Linked DNA regions of Anser cygnoides: region 2 is linked to region 1. The links are chromatin contacts, called in public Hi-C maps. All regions are on one chromosome and are shown on one strand. The core of a region is the stretch at or near the end of the contact, and the rest is flanking DNA. Distances in the headings are between cores, read along the strand shown. Region 1 holds the start of MTSS1 (MTSS I-BAR domain containing 1). Region 2 has its middle 24 kb from the start of SQLE.

Region 1 (4,613 bases), core at 615-3,114:
CTTGCTTCATTTGTCTATTGCATACCTGCTTGCTGCTTCATCACTGAATGAAGATTTGTTGCCTAGTATGGAGCAGACAGCACTGATTTATTAACTAAAGCACAAATGCACTCCTTGAAAAACAACCTCTTCTTTGCAGAAGGTTTTTTTCCTCCATCCCGTCCCACACGCACCTTGCATTCTGCAACCTGCCAGCCTTTTACCCTGGAAATCCTTGCTCCCATGAAGGTTAGATGAGGTACTATTTGTGTTTCCTTGTCTGAACAAAGGAAAGCGGTTTGAAGTTCGCCTGCTGCCTTCTGTGTGTCCCTCTGTCCCAGGGCCCTGGGCAGCCATCCGTTGCTCTGTGTGAGACGAGCGGCAGCATTGCTACCACCGCTGCGGCCATTTCGTGTGGCCAGCTTCTAGAGAGGGCCTGGTACAGAGCCAGGGCATGAACAGCCCCGTCGGAGCTGCAGGGGTGCCTCCCACCCGTGTGAAGTGGAAAGAGAAGAGGGAAAATGGCTCTGCAGGCATGGCACCTGTCCGGCGTTTTTCATCGCTGCTAAATTAACACAGGGACTGTAATCCATCCTGTGCTTGTGCCTAAGCCCTGTCTGAAATGTGAAGCAAAACGTGATGGTGCGCAGCTCTAACTCTTCTCAGGCTGGAATTAAATAGATGATAAATAATAATAACAGAGAACAAGAGATAAATAACCTTAATATCATTTTAATTGTAATACTCAGATTTCAAAATTTCCACCTCAGTTACTGGCTGCACATGTACCTGCATGTGCCTGTATAGATGGAGACAGAAAAAAAAAAAAAAAACACCTCACTTTACGATATATTTTATATTTTCCTGCCTCTCCACCTGGCTCTCATTAAACGCTGTGGTAACACAGCCTGCCCTTCCGCTGGGGTCAGCAGCAAGGGGGGCCGTAGGCCTCAGCTCCCTGAAACCGGTGGGCACGCACTTAATTTTGGTGCCATGAAGAGTCTCACAGCCCTCGGTGTGTTTGTGGTACACCTCTGATGTTATCAGATTTAGCACACACATTTTATTTATTTTTTTCACGAGGTTTGCGTGACCTCAACTTCTCAACAAGGGGCAACGGCCACAAAATGGAGCACAGGAAGCTCCGCACCAACATGCGAAAGAACTTCTTCACGGTGAGGGTGACGGAGCACTGGGACAGGCTGCCCAGGGAGGTTGTGGGGTCTCCTTCTCTGGAGATATTCAAGGCCCGTCTGGACGCCTACCTGGGCAGCCTGCTCTAGGGAACCTGCTCTGGCAGGGGGGTTGGACCCGATGATCTCTCGAGGTCCCTTCCAGCCCCCTCGATTCTGTGATTCTGCGATTCTGTGATTCCATATGTGTGTGTGTATGAATGGAGAATTTTAACCTCCATGTTTTGCAAAGTTGAGGATTCGACACAGAGAATTTGAAAAGTAAAATTATTTTTAAAAGGCTATGTTTCATGCAGTCTGCACTAACACTCCTAAACAGCGTTGTGTTTGTGGGGCAGGATGAGCAAACAACAGGCCTGTGCTCAAAGCTGCTGGTGCTTGCACTAGGCCAGGGCTGTATTTCCAGCTGCTTGTATTTCTGCTGACCCATTCCACCTGCCATTTTCTAAACAGGTGGGCAGCGCTTTCAACATTTTTTCCCCCCAAACACCCCAAGTTTGGAAAAACTACAACAGATAGCAGAGGGAAAACCCTTCCCTCCTCTGAGCCAGAGCTTGGCGGCGGCGGGACGCGAACCCGCGACCTTCCGAGCCCGGGGGAGGCGCGGGGCCGAGCGGGCGGGGCGGGGACGGGCTGGGAGAGGACGAGGAGGAGGAGAAAGAAAAAAAAAAAAAAAAAAGGAGGAGGAGAAAAAAAAGGAGGAGGAGGAGGGAGCGGTGGGCTTGCTCCCGTAGCAGCCAGGCAGCGGCTCTGCTGCAGCCTGCTCCCTTCGTGCTGCCAGATCCCTCGCCCCGCGCCGTCTCCTCTCCCATTTTTTTCCCCCTCTCTCTCCAAATCTAATTTTTTTTTTCTCTCCCCCCTTTTTTTTTTTCTCTGCGTTTTTTCCTCCGGCCGGCGATGGATGGCGGCGCTGCCCGGCTGCGGGAGCTCGGCGCCGCCTGGGCTGGCGGCCCCCGGGTGCTGCTCGGCGGGGCTGGGAGCTGCGCTTAGGAGAGGGGCACCGCCGCTTCGGGGGGGTTTCGCCCTTTTTCCCCCTGTTTTAAATGCTTAGAGGCGTGGGCATTTAGCGCTTGAGTTTTTTTTTTTAATTTATTTCCCCCCTCTCGCCGCCCGCAGCTGCCCCCTGTATCTAGTGGGTGAGGTGGGAGAAGGGGGAGGCTCGCTGCTTTCCGCAGCCTGCTGGGGGGGGTCGCAGCGCTTCGTGCCTCCTCCCGTGTGCGCTCGGGCGAGGAAAATGGAGGCTGTGATCGAGAAGGAATGTAGCGCGCTCGGAGGGCTCTTCCAGACCATCATCAGCGACATGAAGGTGAGCGGCGGCGGGGAGGGCCGGGGGGCAGGTGCTGGGGACCCCCCCCACAGCCCGGGCACGGCGCCCAGGGAAGCTCACGGCAGCGGGGGGGGGGGGACCTGCATCGCACCCCCTGCTCTGGGGGCTTGGGGGGGGCTTTCGCAGGCCCCCCCCCCCCTCCTTGCTGGGGCGTGCAAGCTGTTAGCTTGCACCTTGGGCAGGTTTTTTCCAAGCCCATGAGATCGAAAAAACGACAATATGTATATTTTTCCCCCCATTTTTTCCTCCTCCGCCTTTTATTTTTCATTATCTTTGGGGGTGGCGGGCAGCGATGCGGAGGAGCCGCGCGGTGCCGTGGGGTGGGGTCGGGTCGGGTTTGGGGGACGCGAGGTAAAAACATCCCCGGCCCTGGGGGAGATGCTCAGAAGTTGACGTGCTCCCGGGTTAAAAATCAGCGACGGGGCGTTATTTTGGCACGGCGTGTGCTCACCGAGGGGGTACTTGGCGCTTCGTGTGCGTGCACGCCAAGGTCTCGAGTTCCCAGGTGCCTCCTCACCGCCGCCAGCCACCAGAAAGCTCTGCGCAGACCCACGCGAGCGGCTCCGAAAACACCCTTGGCATCTCCGCAGGGTTCGCTTCGGCCGAGCGGACGCCTCCCGCCCTTGGCTCGTGGGGACAAATAGCCCAAAAGCTCTCCTGCGTCGTGCCGCCCGTGCCCTCCCCGGAGCCCCGCGGCTCGCAGCGCCGGAGTACTGCAGAATACTGCAGTGTTCCCCCGGACAAGGGCAGCTTGTCTTCCTCCGGGCCCGCCCGCGAAGGACGCGGTGGCCTGGAGATGTGGAGGGCGATGGGGCGAGCGTGGCGGTTTGGGGGCAGCGGGGACCGCGTGCCTCCAACCCGGGTATTGGGGTGGGAGCAAGGGATCTGCCGCCAAGGAGCCGGGAGGGCTGCGGGAGAAGCGATGCTGGAAGGAGGACGGGAGCTGCTCCCACAGGGAGCCTGGGCGCAGGTGGACGGCTCCTGGCGTGGTTTCGGGGAGGAGATGCCGTTTGCCCGAGAAGTTATTTTTTTTGGCGGGGGGTTTCGCGCACGATTCCCTCCGAGCAGATCGTGGGAGGTGCTCGATGAGAAGCGTGGCTCGCCGAGAGCAGGCGGGTTGCGGGGAGGAGGGGGCGTGCGTGCGGGGATCTGTCAAGACAATGCTGCAGTCCTCGCGGCCGCGCTCCTCATGCTGTCAGCCCCCTTCTATTTTGAAGAACAATTCCACCTTAAAATAAACCAACAGCACCCGCCCAGGACAGGATACGATCCTAAACCCCAGGATCGTTTGCAGGGAACACGCAGGAGCTTTCCGTTCCCCACAAAGTGCAGTTTGGGGATCCAGCTCGAGGGTGTTCGTTCCTGGCTTCTTTCCACAAGTGTTACGTTTGGTTTCCCTTGCTCTTAAGCACATAGACCCTTGCTGTGTTGATTTATTTATATATTTTCTTACACACTGGTGCTTGCATGGGAATGCTGCTCCTCAGAAACATGTTGACATGAGCGTATGGAGATGGGCACAGGTGTGAATTTTTTATTTTAATCCTCCATAGCAGTGGAACCTGTTTTGTGAACCGGAGATTACTGCGGGGGGGAGGTTTGGGAAAAATCACACCGGATCCTTAGCAGCGTGGTGGATGTTACGGTTAAAAAAAATGTGCTTGTTATTTAACATGAGTGGAACAAATAATTTCTTACCTGGGCTTCAATTTAGTGCAGCTGATGAGACGCACGAGGGTTCTTTGTGATTTGTGCACAAAGGATTGTGACGATTTCTCGGGGGGGAAAAAAAAAAGTAGGTAATTTTGACAGCTAACCAGAACCTTTCAGCTAATCATACCTTCGGTAGTAGAGTGAAAATTAGCAATTGAAGTGCTGCTTCACGTAGTCAGGTCTGTGTGGGCAGGCTTCTGGCAGGATCTTTGAGACTTCGTGTGGGGGTCTGCCCACACACCCCCGTGCACTATCTGTGCCTGGCTCTCGTTGCAGGCGGAGATCAAGGCCCCAAACGCCCCGCAGTGCTGAGGGATCTGCTGCAGCATTCGCCTTTTTTAACTAAATAACTTGCAGGTTCTTTTTTATCATATTGCTCTGCCTTCAGCTTAGCTGTGAAG
Region 2 (5,383 bases), core at 275-2,774, 52 kb before region 1:
TCGACAGCACCAGAGGCCAGAGATGTGAAGGGGTGCGTAGTGGGAGAGGAAGGTGTTTTTTGTAGGGAAAAAATAAATCAACATATTAACTGAAGAAATGCAGTGAGCAAAGAGTGGGGATTAGGGAAGAAATGACACAGTCAGAGGCACAGGAAGGGAAAAAACAAAAGATGTTGATCATCCTATTAAACTGAGATTAGCAGGCCCAATTAACATTTGGTACCTTTGCCAGGATGTTTACGAAACCTGTAACATTACTACAGAAAGTTACGTGTTAATTTAAAAGAAATCAAGAGGCACAGATAACATCTTCTATTGGTAAAATCAAAGCAGTTGCTTGCCGGCTGATCTTGATAAGGCTTCGCGGAAGCAGGATGGCGTTATCCCCAACAGCAAGGTGAAAAAAACCTCTCCAGAACCACTCCCTTAAGCATGCCTTCCTGGGCCTTATTTAGTTTGCATCTCGTTTTCTGCACACTTCTTCATTGATTAACATCTTCATTAATACATTAGGATTTAACTAATACTGGCTATGCAAATTCATTTAATCAAGGTACGAGCTGCAGCTCACGTGCAACACATTGAACTTGTGTCGGGCTTTAGGCCTGCCTTTTCCCTGTCTGCACTCCTGCAGAGCTAAATTCAGCAGTAGGGAAGGACGGGGGGGGGGTTAAAGGGCTTCCTCGTTTATTTTCTAATGGGATGCAGCACATCTCATCTCTCAGCTTCTCCTTCATTGGGGCCAGGGTCTCAAGAAACACGGGCAAGTAGCAAGAACTGCCAGAGATGCCCCTGTGGGGAAGGAAGGAGGAAGGAAGGAGGAAGGAAGCCCTCCCGAGCCTGGAGGGAGCCAGCAGGTGGCTGCAGGTGCCCACTGCTGTGGGGCTGGCTCCTGGAGGAGGTCTGAAGCCCGACGCCAGATGCCTTCGCAAACAGCTTTATGGCGGAGTCCATCCGTAGTTATCCATGCCCCACATAGGCTCAGCCTGCGTAAAAGGATCGTGAGTAAATGGTTGCGTTGCACCACGCGCTGACAAGTCGTACCTCGTATGTTTATAAAGGCCTTTCCTAACCCAGCGAGCTAGGGTACCTCAGTACGTAACTCACCAGAACTCGTTGACTTACACCACCCTTTAACACTGCTGTTGGACGCTTGTCTTGAAGGAGAAAATTGGGCCCTGCAAGCTGCCAACCCTGTGAGTGCCTTGCTTGATATGGCGAGGGGGATTTCAGGCAGAGAAGCAGCTCAGAGCATTCTCTCCCATCTCACCAGGTGGGTATCAGACAGCAGGAGTCAGACAAATTTTCCTCAGAAAGTGATTGGGAAAGATTTTTTTTTATTATTTATTTTCTGTCTTCCCCAGCACTGGCCTGCACGTTGGACTCTCATGCCCCGGGATTTCACAAGAAGGTAGTGCTTTTGGGGATTGTGTGTCAAGGGATGAGGAAATCACCGGGACCGGTGGAGGCATTAGAAAAGGGAGCAGACTGAAGCTTTCTGTAGCTGCACAAGCCAGCAATAAACCGAGAGAATTACACAAGCATTGCACAAGGGAGGCCTGACTGGAAGTGTTGCCTCTGGCTCGCATTCCTTTTAAGCTGTTATAAAACTTTAAATATAATTAATAAATAACCAGGCCTCTCAAGCAGAGATGAGTCCAAAGCTCTGCCCCCTGCATGAACCGAGTTTGTTATTTCAGCTCTTGATATAAAAGTACAGCATATCACCGTGTGCTGTAATGAGCCTCTCAGCTGTAGACTTGCTGCTGGAGGTCAGCCAGGCGGGACGGGCTGCATTGCTGCTGCAAAGGAAACACAAACCCCGGCAGCTTAAATAGGTGGGGTAGGCTAAAGCCTAATTCCCAGGTAGGGTAATGTACCTCCTGCAAGCTGGTGTTTGGATTGAGGGTGAAGAAGGCAGCCTCTTCCCTTTGCTGCTGCCCCACCCGACCGCAGGAGCTTCCCTCCTCCTCCCTTCCCTTCCCCTTGCAGCACCAGCAGGGCTGGGAGATCAGAGCCGTGCTTGTAGCCTTCATCTCCGTGTCCTGCAGTGTCAGGCAGGAGGGGCAGGGTGGCAGGAAAGGCCAAGGAGCCACTGCAGGAAAGGAATAGCCATCCACCTCTTGGCTGTGGGACGGAGGGAGTCTCCAGCTCTCCCACCGCGTCCTTCAGGCGGTTCTGTAAGGGAAAGCTGACAGTTTGCTTCCCCCTCTTCCTTTAGAACATGTTTGTCATCCTTTACAAAGCTGTGGGTTGGCTCTAAAGCTAAAATATTCTCAAATTCTTCAAGTATGTAGGCAATTTTGTAGAGCCATGCTACCGTCTGGCATTTTTATCCACTCGCATTCATGTCTGAACTAATTGATGTGTTCTTGTACCTTTACTGGTAGGACCTGGATTGTGGTGTCCCATTGGCCACTGCTGTGAAATATTAATCCCAAGCTTAAAAACTGTTTTTCTAACGTAACAGGTTGTGTCTGGGCCAAAATGGCCCTGGTCAAGGAGGTATGACCAGACACAAACACAGGAGGGTGAATATAGACTATTATTTCTATTTGCTAATTAGGAATGCTAGTAATTGCATGTTTTTGATTTCCGTTCGGATTTTTTTTTTTAACGTTTCTAAAAATCAGCTCACTTTTATCAAACGGTATAAATAATGGATTTAAGAGTGCAGCTTCTGCCAGCTTTGAAAACATTAGTTATAGTTGCTGGTCTTTAACTGAGACAACATTGACTTAACAATTCCCAGGGCTGGGAAAATCTCAGTGGGTGACAAATACCACACAGAAGGTTACAGAATGACTGTCGTAATTGCCTGCTTCATATTGTAGTATTTTTCAGAATAAGTACAGACTAACAGATTCAAAGGATGAGAAGAAATAAGCACTGACTACCAAAAAATCAGCAGCCAGATGCTCACAGGTAGAGATGAAGAACAGGAATATCACTATAGCTTTATAAAATGTTTGGCAGCTGTGAAGTAATAATTAATATCAGGACTTGTTTAGACTTGTAAATTAATGATGCATGACAAATTGCAGCTCGAAATTGACCTAGGGAGTGCATTAAAATTAAATGTAAAACATTTTGCAGGATTAACACAGAAGATAAAGCCCAGAGAGTACATTAGATGGCTAATTTGTGACCTCTGTTCGATGATCCATGATTTCAACACTAACTCTTATAGTAATATATTCTTATAATAAATTAATTTAGTGTCTTACAGTATTTAAAATTGTGAAAGGCACCTCACCTCATAGTCTACAAAGAACCTTCATACTTCCCAGCGTTGGCTTTGAATTTGGAAACCATTGTACATGTGAGAATACTAAAATAATACATTAAATTGCAGATTTTAACCTAAGAATAAGATACAGTAAAAGTTAGGAAGAATAGGGGAAAAGTCAGAAACAGTAAGTAATCGTTATACCAAGGATCATGGTGGAGTTACTCAGCTAGAGCAGATGCATATCACAAGACAATAGATTTGTTGGTTGTCACCATTTTTCCCTGTCTTCAATGTAGATATGATTTAAACACCAGTGTTAACTGGGGCATCTCGGGAAAACTGAAGCTGGAATAAGAACAGAGAGGACACTGACTTAGGAGCTTCTTGTACTTCTTAAAACAATACTCCTTTAAATCTGTCTAAGGCTGTAGCATCCAACATAAAGCACTTTTCAAAAAAAAAAAATCACCTTCTCTACTATTCTCTCTGTTTAATAAGAAGTTCTGTGAAGCTTGGATGATCACAAAGAACATTTCAGAAACATTTTTTACAAGTTTTTGTAACGCCACTGACATTCCCTATTGTGTTAGGGAAATATGAAAAAAAAAAAAAACTATTGCTTTGCTTTTTCTAAAAAGAAACAAAAATGACTAATTATACAGCCAAGCTATAAAAAAATAGAGACCCTTAAGGCCCATATACAGTAATTCTTTACCAACAATAGACTTTGTGGGAATACCCTTGCTGTACTTGAGGAGACAGAAAAAGGCTTCCCCCTTCTTCACGTCTGCCAGACACCCCTTGTTGCCCTTCCCCGAGAGCATTTGAACTACGCAGCAAGTTGTATGGGCTCTGCAAGGTTTCTGCTAGCCATGCTCCCAAATGAAAGTGGCATTTGCCATAGGAGGAAACGGAAGTTATCATTAAGTGAGCACAGCAACAGGATCAGGGCCTTCAGGAGACGTAGGCAGGGGGATGACCTGACTGTAGAGTAGAGCTTGGCTGGTGTTTCTGCATGGGCCCAGAAGCACAACTTTAAGTCGCTGGGAAATTTTATAAGCGAAAATGTAGATGTTTGCAGATTTCATAGTGCTAAGTGAAATTTTTGGGGTTTCCTTATTTTGTAGTTTGTACCTAAATACCACCTAAATCTGACTTCAGGCATTTATGGCCCATTGCAGATCGAACCCAATGGGCTCAACAAGAGGGATTTATGAGGAGAAGATCATAAACCAAGTAAACATCAACATCTTCATTTTTCATTTGATTTTTCACATCAACATTTTTCTCTTGGTCTTTTTGCACCTGTCTACAGCTTCCTTGTGAGAGGCAGGCGCTGAGCTCTGCTCTCTGGGGACAGCAACAGGACCCGAGGGAACGGCATGGAGCTGGGACAGGGGAGGGTCAGGCTGGGGGTTAGGGAAAGGTTCTGCACCCAGAGGTGGTCGGGCACTGGGACAGGCTCCCCAGGGCAGTGGTCACAGCACCGAGCCTGCCGGAGTTCAAGAAGCATTCGGACAATGCTCTCAGACACAGGGTCTGGTTTTGGGGGTGGTCCTGTGTGGAGCCAGGGGTTGGACTCAAAGGTCCTTATGGGTCCCTTCCAACTCCGGATACTCTATGATTCTAGGAGGTGTATCATTAAACAAACAAACAAAACCCCAAAAATGACAGTAGCCTGCAGCAGGATGATGGACGGAAAATTGATCAGGGAATTGAGAGACACGGATTTTCTTCCCACTGACCCCCTGGCTGGCCCAGTATGTCCCTTCACTTCTCTATCTAGCAGCTTCCCAGTTGTTTTCCTGTAGCATTGATTTCCATTTAGATGTGCCTTGAGATCTGAGCATACCAGTGGAAAACACTTCATAAGAGCAAGACACTATCATCTGATCACTCATAATATAATTCATGTGTTTCAGCTTTGGTATCTATCCAAGCAGGTGCTTTATCTTTCCCACGAACAGGCGTCGTGATCAGGATCCATTCACTATTTGCATGTCACTAACACCACAAAAGCCCCCTCTTCTACTTAGTAACTGGGCCTGTTCGCTACACAGTAAATATTCTTATAGGCACTGCTTCCAAATCCAGGAAGCCTTTTTTTCCCCCTCTTCTTCTTTTAAATATATTGAAGCTGAGTGGTAGTGC

Evidence for each region. A called contact is a pair of places that touch in the nucleus more often than the background predicts.
Region 2: a Hi-C map of liver shows a contact between it and region 1, with 2.2 times the contacts expected there. The contact joins the enhancer-like site here to the promoter of MTSS1 in region 1. A contact is called at or near these places in 2 of 7 Hi-C or Micro-C datasets (both in liver).

The regions. Positions count from the first base shown.
Region 1 is chr2:152,029,854-152,034,466 of Taihu_goose_T2T_genome, reverse strand. MTSS1 (MTSS I-BAR domain containing 1) reads left to right here and starts at 1,864. Exons shown (of 16, transcript XM_066990728.1): 1 at 1,864-2,478. The coding sequence starts at 2,407.
Region 2 is chr2:152,081,187-152,086,569 of Taihu_goose_T2T_genome, reverse strand. No RefSeq gene overlaps it. Among named protein-coding and RNA genes, the nearest start is that of SQLE, 24 kb to the left of the region's middle. Within about 2 kb of position 1,524, at least 3 of the 3 cell types and tissues checked have open chromatin away from gene starts, as enhancers often do. A contact at or near this core is called in liver, where this site is marked.